2 separate regions of the Hordeum vulgare genome follow, and region 1 is linked to region 2. Evidence: chromatin contacts called from public Hi-C data. All regions are on one chromosome and are shown on one strand. Each heading gives the region's core, a stretch centred on a gene start, on an enhancer-like site or on the middle of the called end of the contact. The rest is flanking DNA. Distances are from core to core; before and after follow the strand shown. Region 1 holds the start of LOC123447995. Region 2 holds the start of LOC123447993 (protein ROH1-like).

Region 1 (4,629 bases), core at 1,092-3,591, 900 kb after region 2:
CTGTAGTGAGTGCTGAAGTGCGGGATCTTCAGGTAAATTCACACGGTTGTTGTTATGATAGGAACACATCTGCTCATAGAATAAGTGCTTAGAGTTCAATATCTTCCTTGCATCTTCTTTCATCTTATCAGAAAGATTATGCATGCTATCAAGAAGTGCTGGATTTTCCACAACACAGCAAGCAGTGCCACGACCAAGGATATCTGTAAGCCTTTTATATCTCTTGTTGAGGTCATTGAACTTATCCTCGCACTGTTGTGGTGACACACTGCAGCCTCTTTCGCCCATGACCTTTGATATTGCTTTCCATTTACCCTTCTTCTGCACTATTGTAATGTTCCTCCTTCCGCCTAGATCCGCCCCAGGATCCTCCCCTGTGTAAGATGCTGCGGTAATCAAAAGTTTAACCATCGAACCTGTCCACTTCATCCGATGCCATGCTGAACCCTTCTTTCCTTTGCCATTCTGGGTATCAGTAACATCCTCAGTCATATCATGCTCCTCCTCATCACTGATTGAGTTCTTTGAGTGATGACTGTGCTGGTGGTGGTGGTGGTGATCCCTTTTTTCATGTTCTCCAAATTGAAATCCATGGTTATGAGGCTCTGTAGCCCGGTTGATAGGCATTGCAAAACTCCCTAGCATCTGAGACTGGTTGAATAGCTGTTTTCCTGAGCTTGAAGCATGCATTTGCATGGAGTTACCATGTACATTCAAACTACCATAAGGAGTTCCTTGCATCATGTTTCCAGTAGGTAGGTTGCTGCTTTCCATTTTCCCAGAAAGATCACCCAGGTGTCCGTACCTCTTGTCAATACCATACAAAACGTAGAGGAGACGTCACATGTCTTCACTTCAATATCACCCTGCATAGTAAATTTGGAGAAATTATTAAAGCCCCGGACGGAAATGTATATTTGCACAGCTGTATATTTCTCAATGTTGCTGAACAAATAGATAAGAGGTTGAATTTCATCAGGAACACCTAAAAAATAATCCAATAAGGTACTCTTCAACACACTCGACTGGCACATCATGTGAGATTGAATATACTAGCATTGTGCAAATGCAACTCCGGTCTCCTGGCTGGAACGGCAATAATCGCAAAAGCAATTAAAACGACCTCTGGAGCACTTAAAATACAGTACTCTGAACTACACCGAATTAGGCAATCAGGTCTAACAATAAAATTTGCAGGGATTTGCCAGTGCTGTAGTAACGAACTACCACTGGTGCTAGCAAGTGTCATGGTATTTCACGCTTCAGGTAAGGGAGCACAGTTATTGACAGCAAACTGGAACTCAATGCTTAAGCGGGTAATCGTCGAGCATCACCAATAGTTACTCTTTCCCGTAAAAAAATCCGGTTTAGGGGGAGTTGAGCCAAAAAAAAAAAAGTGCTCCAACAGTCCCAACTCCCCCTCCATCTAGGGGGAGATGGCTCTTCCCCTAAACATTCACATAAAACAGTCACATCGGCAAGCCGCAACTGGAATCCACCGCGCCGCCACCCCAGGCCACCGCTGCCGACACCGACCATCGCAGTCACACCGCCCGCCCGCCGCAGACCATCGTTGCTGACCGTCGTCGTCACACTGCCCACCCGCGCCCCGCCCCTGCCAACCACCGTGATCCGCTGTCCGCCGTCGCCGCCGCACCGCCACCAAATACCATTTTTAGGGGAAGATTATTACGGAACTGCAGCTCACATGTCAACCTCTCCTACTATATTATATGGATACCTGCAAAACCATATTTAGGGGGAGTTTTTTTACAGGAACTGTTGGCGATGCTCAGAAGCACTCACCGACGCTACGCAAACAAATAACTACCGAATAGCACCCATTTACCCAACACACCAATCATCCAATTCGTACAGCCGAGCACGCGCCCAGGGTTGCGGCACGAGGCATAAATCTCCGGGCCAAAATTACATCGCCTGGAACATCAGAAATCACACCTGCGCCGCAAGATCCAGCATAGGCCTGACTCCTTCCGGGGGCAAAGGGGCAGATTAAACTTAGCTCCTAATTCATCCAGGATTTTTGGCTACACGGCGGCACCACGGACAGCGTATCGGACTGAGAAACAAGAAATGGGCGGGGGTTTTTTTCTTCCCCCAAACAGGAAATAATCACCCCGCTGCGAAAAGGAAAAGGGTGGGAGAAGAGCTCACGATCGAGTTCTGGCGGCGGCAGGAGGAATCGCGGGGACTCGATGGAGGGCTGGCAGACACTCTCCCACCTCCAGCCTTCCAGGGTCAAGCTCTCCCTCTCTCTCTCCCTCTCTTTCTCCTGGCCGTCGTGGGCGTGTGTCGAACAGGAGGACTTAAAAGGGCCGAGGTGTGTGCTCTGATGGCTGGCTCAAAGCAAAACGCTGCGTGTTGTTACGTACAGGTGGAATTCGGTGGGCTGTTGATGACTGGTGGGGCACGACACAGCGGGTCCTAGGTGTCAGACACTCAGAGTCCATTCGGGCTGCGTGAAATTGGCGGGTGCGTTGGTGTGGCAGTAACGGAAGGTTCTGGAAGGTCCGGAAAGTTGACTCGTTAAATTGAAATTAATGAGTATGCCACTCATGAGGATATCCTTCCCTAGAGCACGAGAAAAGTACATATTTAGAGCTTCTAGAAACCGACCCCACACCTCCTCTTTCTATGTTCGGCAGACAACCCGGACACGAGGGATGGCACGCGAGGACAACACCCGATGAGTGTGTTCTACTAGCTGGCTCAAAGCGAAAAAATGTGTTATGTTTCGCTAGAATTCGGTGGGTTGTTGATGACATGTGGGACATGACACAATGGGGCCTGGGTGTCACTCACTGAACATCCACTCGGGTCGCGTGCAATTGGGGGTGCGTTGGTGTAGCATGAACGGAAGGCCCTGGAAGCTGACATCATAATTAATGAGTATACTATGCCACACGAGAGCACATCATTTCCACCGGCATGAGCAAATCACATATTTGAAGTTTGTAGAAGTTGGACCCACACTTCCTCCTTATATGTCCGGTCGGACAACCCGGACATGAGGGAGGGAAATGATGGACAATGTTAGGGTTGCGTGAAGTTGGCATGTGTGTTGGTGTGGCAGTAACGAAAGGTTCCGAAAGTTGACTCGTTAAACCAAAATTAATGAGTATGCCACTCGAGACGATATCCTTCTCACGAGCACGAGAAAATTACATAGAGCTTCTAGAAACCGGCCCCACATCTCCTCCCTCTATGCCCAGTCGGAAAACCCGAGCATGAGGTATGGCACACGAGGACAAAGGCCAACGAGTGTGCTCGAGTGGATGGCTCGAAGTGAAAGATGTATGTTGTTTTGTACCGGTGGAACTCAGTGGGTTATTGATGGGAGGTGGGACACGACACATCGGGTCCCGGGTGTCAGTCACTGAGCGTCCATTCGGGTTGCCTGAAGTTGGTAGATGCATTGGTGTGGCACGAACAGAAGATCTTGAAAGCTAGCTTGTTAAATCGAAATTAATGAGTATACTATGCCACACAAGAGCATATCCTTCCCACGAGCACGAGAAAATCACATAAGCTTTTAGAAGTTGGACCCACACTTCCTCTTTATATGTTCGGTCAGACTTCCCAGATAGGGGGGAGGGCGCACGAGGGCAACGACGTGCGACGTTAGGGTTGCGTGAAGTTGGCACGCGCGTTGGTGTGACAGGGGGAACGGGGGCAGAAGGTCCTGGAAGATGTCTCGTTGCGGTGACCCAGCATACCACTGAATCGTGTAGTATACATGTCGTTGATATAACGTCCATAAGACACCGTCTCACGAACCTTATATCCCTCAGAGTATAAAACGGAAACATAGCGGGTCCAAACCATCATTATATTACAACATTTTATTCAAACAAAGATCCAATGTTCAAACGATTCAAACTATTGGTACCAATATGCGGGGTACCACTATTGATCCTGCAATCGCTTACTGAGTTCAGACCATGTCCCACATGATCAGTCTGGCTGTAACTACTAAGTCTACATTACTCCTGTCATTGTAGCTCTGGCACTTCTCCTCCGATGTTGGCTCCATTGGCGATGATGTAGTCGACTCCTTCGAAAAGGTCTGGTTTCTCGTAGAAGTATTCTCCGGCAACATTAGGGTCATTTGGCATATCCTACGAATATTTAGAGTCTAGAGAGGATTTAGAATACAACGGATGAGTACATAAGGTACTCAACAAGTTCATAGATATCGTGAGTGGAGATGCACTATAGCTACTACTGATTCCAAATAGATCTTAGCAATGATTTTGGAAAATATCTGTTGCGTCAAGTTTTACTTGAAACATTTAGCTATCAAACTTCACAGGTTGCTAGAATCTCTAATAGACTCCTTCCCTATCATGTTCGCGGATCTTTCCCAGATTATGTAGTGACAAGCCACAATTCATTAGACTCTATGGAGGTGCGCTACTTTACCCACGAGCGATTAACTTAGCCCTTTTGCCAGGTCTCTAATCTTGCACGTCCAAGATGTGTGGTCGGATCTAAGATCCGAGGTTTTCATCCTTTGTGTCGGTTCCCCTCTCTAAAGAACCTATATGTATTATACGACCCCATTACAAATAATGATTCACACCCTCCTGGCGATAAAGGATTCACAAC
Region 2 (5,398 bases), core at 933-3,432:
GAACAACACAGAAGCTATTCACTCCAGTAATTTTCTTCTTCTTTTTCCTTCTTTCTGTGACACATTCTAACATCAGAGCAAGCGATCTCGCAGACGCAAGCAGCTCAAGAATTAGCCGCGCACACATGTCGTAGACGACGACTAACAAAAATCTGATGATACACACACCAAATGCAGCATCAAAACATGAGAAGAAGGAATAAATCTTTGCAGAAAGATGGTTCCTTCCCTTTCCCCTTTCCTTTACAGCACGATACACATTGTAAACTTATACTACTACTACTGACTGCGAGACAGATCACGGGTGACCAGAAACCACGGACAGGAGAGGAGCTACCTATCACCGCCGCAGCGCGCGGCCAAAATGCGGATTCTTGATGACGGATGGTTCAGTCGGCGGCGTTGGGCATCGGCGAGTCGAGGCCCTCCATGCGGCTGCGCACAATGCGGTGGAACACCTCCCGGACCTGCCTCTCCAGCGGCTCCAGGCCGTCCTTCATGGCGCTGCACACGGCGGCGAGCTCCGTGGCGGCCTCCCGCACCGCGGCCTCCCTCTCTCCGGTGAGCGGGATGGGCGCTGCGTCGATCGCCTCGGCGAGCCTCTGCGCGCACTTCTCAAGCGCGTGGATTTCCTTGAGGAGGCCGCAGGAATTGCGCCTGTCCTTGCGCTTCCCCTCCTCGGTGAGCCGGTCCTGGAGCGCCAGGAGCGGCGGCGCCCACGCGAATGCCCCGCGTGGCGGCGCGGCGGGGAGGTGGTGCGCCTGGAGCGCCGCGACGCGGTCTGGGCACGGGACGGCCGCGACGAGCGCCCACGAAGCGAGGTGCAGCAGGCATCCCATTGCGTAGACAGGAGCGGCGAGGCCCGCCTCGTGCGCGCGCGGCGCCGCCAGGCCGGACCCGATGGCCTGCAGCTGCCGCGACGCCGACCAGGTGCGGGACACGCTCCACGAGAGCGAGCGGAAGTGCGAGGAGGAGGAGGAAGAGGACGAGGCGGAGGACGCGCGAGACGGGGAAGCGCGGCTCCCGCGGCCGAAGGAGCGGTTGCGGTGGGAGGCGAGGAAGGAGGCGACGCCGCCCCCGCCCCCGGCGGCGGCCGCGTCGTCGACGAGGAGGATCGAGAGGTCGGACAGCGCCTTCCTCGCGCGGCGGAGCTGGCCCTCGTGGATCTCCCCGGGGGCGAGCAGCACGGACGCCGCGATGCCGGCGAGCCGACCCCAGCGCCGGACCTGGTCAACCCCGTCGCGGGCGGCGTTGCACACGTCGAGGGCCTTCACCGCGCGCTCGTGGTACTCGCCCACCAGCCTCTCCGCCTGCGCACCTCCACCGCCGCGGCGCCGCACCTCGGCCACCACCGCCCGGAACTCCTCCTGGCAGAGCAGGAACGCCTCGAGGAGCCGCCGGATCCACGCGACGGAGAGGAACCCCTCCCCGTCCCCCAGCTCCGCGAGGCTGACGGCGACGCGCCGCTGGAACGCCTCGGCCTCGGCCTCCCCGCCGGACGGAAGCATGGCGGGGGACGCCGGGGTGTCCCGGGTCCGGGACAGCAGCGAGCGGCCGAAGGAGGCGAACGGGGAGTGGGAGGAGGAGGAGGAGCCCTGGTAGTCCGTAGCCGGCATGGCCGCCGGTGAGACCGGTGTGGGGGTTTCTCGCCGGAGAAGGCGAAGCGGGCCGCGGAGGAGGGGAGCTATCGGGCGCGGGTGCGGGTCGTCGGCGGAGGCGTTTTGTTTTGGATTTGCGATGAAGCTGCGGTGAGGTGCGGTGTTGTTGATGGGTGTGGGTGCGCGTATATATGTATGGGGTTGGGATTAGGGAGGCGATTAATTTACTACTGAATGGTGATTTTGGGATTGGGGAAGGGTTCCAGGCTAACCACTTACACCTGTTGAATTAGACAACTAGTTTAGTGGTGGGCTGTGGTCTTTTTTGTTGCAGGTGGTAATATTCTTTTGGAATTAGAATGTTTCTGGTTTTTGTTTAGCTTTATTTGATTCTTTTGTAAATGGTCCTTTGAAAGATTAGTAATTGCTGACAAGCTCCTTTCAAGTGGACCGCATTTTGAAAGATTCAGCTAGGCCTATCTTCCATGGTTTTGCAAGCAAATGATGCTTGATTTTAGGCAGAAATTTGTCAAGTACTGCAATCTTGGAAGATTATACTGTACCATCAAATGGTTAATATGATGCTCATAGCGAGGCAATAGCTTCCGTGTGTTTCGAGGGACCTTGATGGAGGCACATAGCTCATTCAGTTGACAAAGAAAACAAAATTTTCATCCAAATTACAAGAAAATTAAAAAAAAAAACACGAAACATTTGATGTACATCTTGAAGACCGACGAACTAGGAAAGATTGTTCGATCGAAAAGGAGCTTTATGCCTACAATTCGATTAGTGCCCTCCAAAATGTTGGCATCGAACAAGACACCACTGATTTTGTGGACCTTTGGCAGGCCATGCGCTATTTCATCCTTAATGAGCATGGTGGCGGCACCAATCAGTCTAAAACTTGCCACATCAAATTCCTATTCGGAAAAATCCGTACATCATATGCAATGCAATTCGTTGATCACACCTTTCCTTTTCGGTCGGAAGGAGAGCTAAAATGCAACTTTTTTTTCTTGGCTCATGCTTCGTGCAAAGATTCTCACTTAAATTCCTTATGTTCCAAAATGAGATTTCTAATTTAGGGACAATCAGGAATATTGTTTTCATGGATGGTGAGACAACGCGCAACCAGCAGCCTCTTCATGATCCACTTGAAAAATGGTGTCCGCCTACGACGTGATCATTCCTTCACCAACGAGGTATGTTCGGCTCATCCAATCAAGACTATCACGCCGATGACACCATCATCATTCAACTCCTGGTGGCGGCGGTGCTTAAATCCGCATACGGGTCGAAACCTTGATGGGGGAACGAAGATCATTCAATTATTTACCGTGACAAGAAAATCGACCCAAGACATGAAAAAAAACAAGACATGTTCTTTGTACATATCAATTATCAAAGATTGATTCTATGAACATTATGAGTTGAGTAACACACTGTTTCACACTTATTTCTTTTTATCAAAGATCAATCGTCAATTAAAAAAATCTCAAGGGTCGACATGACACGGTACCGGCGACCAACATGCAAAACCAGCAATCCATGCGGTCGGGCATGCAAAAGAGGCCAAGGACGCGCACTCGCGAAGGAGATTAAGAAACCATCAGACCAATCCAACACAGTTCCAGTTGCCCGGTCAGCCAGTCTCCTCGCGCTCGCGCGCGCGCGCGCACGATCGCTGGCGATTAGAAAACGTAAAGGAACGGAACAGAACATAAATAAAAGGGTATAGTAAACGTAAAAGAAACCGAGGCGTACGCGGCCGACGCGCGGGCGACGCGCCGGCGCCGGGGCCGGGGCCGTGGCGGGAGGACGCCGCCATGCGGGGCCCCCCGGCCGCGTGCACGCGGACGGAACGTTCCCACGTCGCCCGCGGCGCGGGCCTGACGGGCCTGCCCCCGAGCGCCGTTCTACCGAGAGCCACCGACCCGGGGGTAGTTTGGGGGCGAGGAAAGATGTTCATCCATCGGCCGCACGGGCACGGACGGGCACGCGGCTGCGGTGGGCTGCGGGTCACGCGGCCTACGCGGCCTGGCCCGGTTTGACCGCCCGTGGGCCCGCGGCGGAGGTGGGCCCGGGGCGCAGTGGGCGGGGGGCGACGGTGCGGAAGTGGTCGCCGGTGGTGGGGGCTGGAGCGCGGGCCACGTTGAACGGCTGACTGCGCCGGAGCGCTGCAGCTTGCTGGCGGCACTGCGAGGAGTAGTAGTAGTACGTGCGATGGTGACGGGTTTGTGTTGTGGCTGTGTGGCGGAAATGGTCGTTTCTTTTAGCGGGGAGGAACCGGTCGCTTCTGGTAGTGCAGGGATTTTCTCAACAGAGGATTTTAATTAGCTGCAGCAGCTCACCCAGGTCAACTTGTTTTATCCCAAGGATCGAGACCGAACTCCCGTCTCAGGATGGAAACGGGCCTGAGCGGGCCGTTCCCGGGCCTCGTATATAGGAGTGGGACATAACGGACTATCACAAGTCCAAGTTTGAGAATCTAATTTCATGAAGAGTTCAGAATGCTAGTGGCTTATGAGTAGGGATGGCAATTTTATTCATGGATCTGGATACCCGTGCATACCCTACCCAGTTGGGCAAGGGTATGGAGTGCATTTCTGTTCATGGATCCGTGGATATGGATACCCACGACCAGCTCGGTTGGGCACAAATTTAATTGTTGCTCCATGGATATCCAGTGGATAACCATATGACACATGGCCCCCTATGGTAGTGACACTAAACTAAGAAAATATTCAACCCCAAGTCAATCATAGTCAGAGAAGGTCAAAGTCTGACCCATCTTCCCTAATCCCCCACAACTGCACTAACATAATTATTAAACCTAATCTTAGTTAACAAACGATGAAGAGTTAATTTGATCTTTGGGAAGGCTTGATGTTGATTTTTCTATGCCCATGGAGCTTCATGGATATCTGGATATCCAATGGGTTTGGGCATGGGCACATTTTGTGCCCATGGATACTTTGGTGGATGGATAGAGGATAGGAATATGGGTCATGGGTTGGATTTGGACCAGCTCCACCCGCTCCAAACCCGACCCATTGCCATCCCCTACTTATGAGTGTTTTCACACCATCAAGAATAAAAGCCAAGGTAAAGAGGGATTGTGTGCTATTAAGCTTGATATGCATAAAGCGTATGACAGAGTTGAGTGGCCTTTTCTGAAGGGGATTATGTTGAGGCTCGGATTCCATCAAGACTGGGTAAATCTTATTATGCAATGTGTCTCAACTTTCAAATATAAGGTACGAATTAATGGGGACTAGAGTGAAAGCTTTACACCAACTAGGGGTTTGAGGCAGGGTGATCTGCTGTCGCCTTATCTTTTCCTTTTATGCACAGAAGGTTTGAATGCATTACTTACACATGCTAAGAAGAATGAAAATATGTTGGGAATGAAAGTATGTAGAGATGCCCCACCCATCACAAACCTCCTCTTCGCGGATGATTCATTGATCCTTATGAAGGCCAATAATCAGAGTGCGATAGCCCTCAAAGCAGTACTATATTCATAATGTGTGGCTTCAGGACAATTGGTTAGCGCAGACAAATCTAGCATTTTCTTCACTCCTAATACGAAGGTGGAAATTAGAGAACAAGTATGCACTACTCTGAATATTTTGATTGAGGCCCTAAATGATAAATATCTGGGCTTGCCAACACATGTGGGATTAGACAAAACAGACTGCTTTTCAGTTTCTGATTGAACGGATAGTTACAAAAATTAGTGGTTGGAAGGAAAAACTTCTTTTTGATGGAGGAAAGGAGATCCTGCTCAAGGCTCT

The links. A called contact is a pair of places that touch in the nucleus more often than the background predicts.
Region 1: a contact with region 2 is called in a Hi-C map of leaf, with 5 times the contacts expected there. The contact joins the promoter of LOC123447995 here to the promoter of LOC123447993 in region 2. A contact is called at or near these places in 2 of 6 Hi-C or Micro-C datasets (leaf and seedling).

Annotation. Positions count from the first base shown.
Region 1 is chr4H:93,883,445-93,888,073 of MorexV3_pseudomolecules_assembly, forward strand. It overlaps LOC123447995, which reads right to left and starts at 2,342. Exons shown (of 3, transcript XM_045124753.1): 1 at 2,176-2,342; 2 at 1-866. The coding sequence starts at 774.
Region 2 is chr4H:92,987,181-92,992,578 of MorexV3_pseudomolecules_assembly, forward strand. LOC123447993 (protein ROH1-like) reads right to left here and starts at 2,183. Exons shown (of 1, transcript XM_045124749.1): 1 at 18-2,183. The coding sequence starts at 1,616. The coding sequence ends at 390.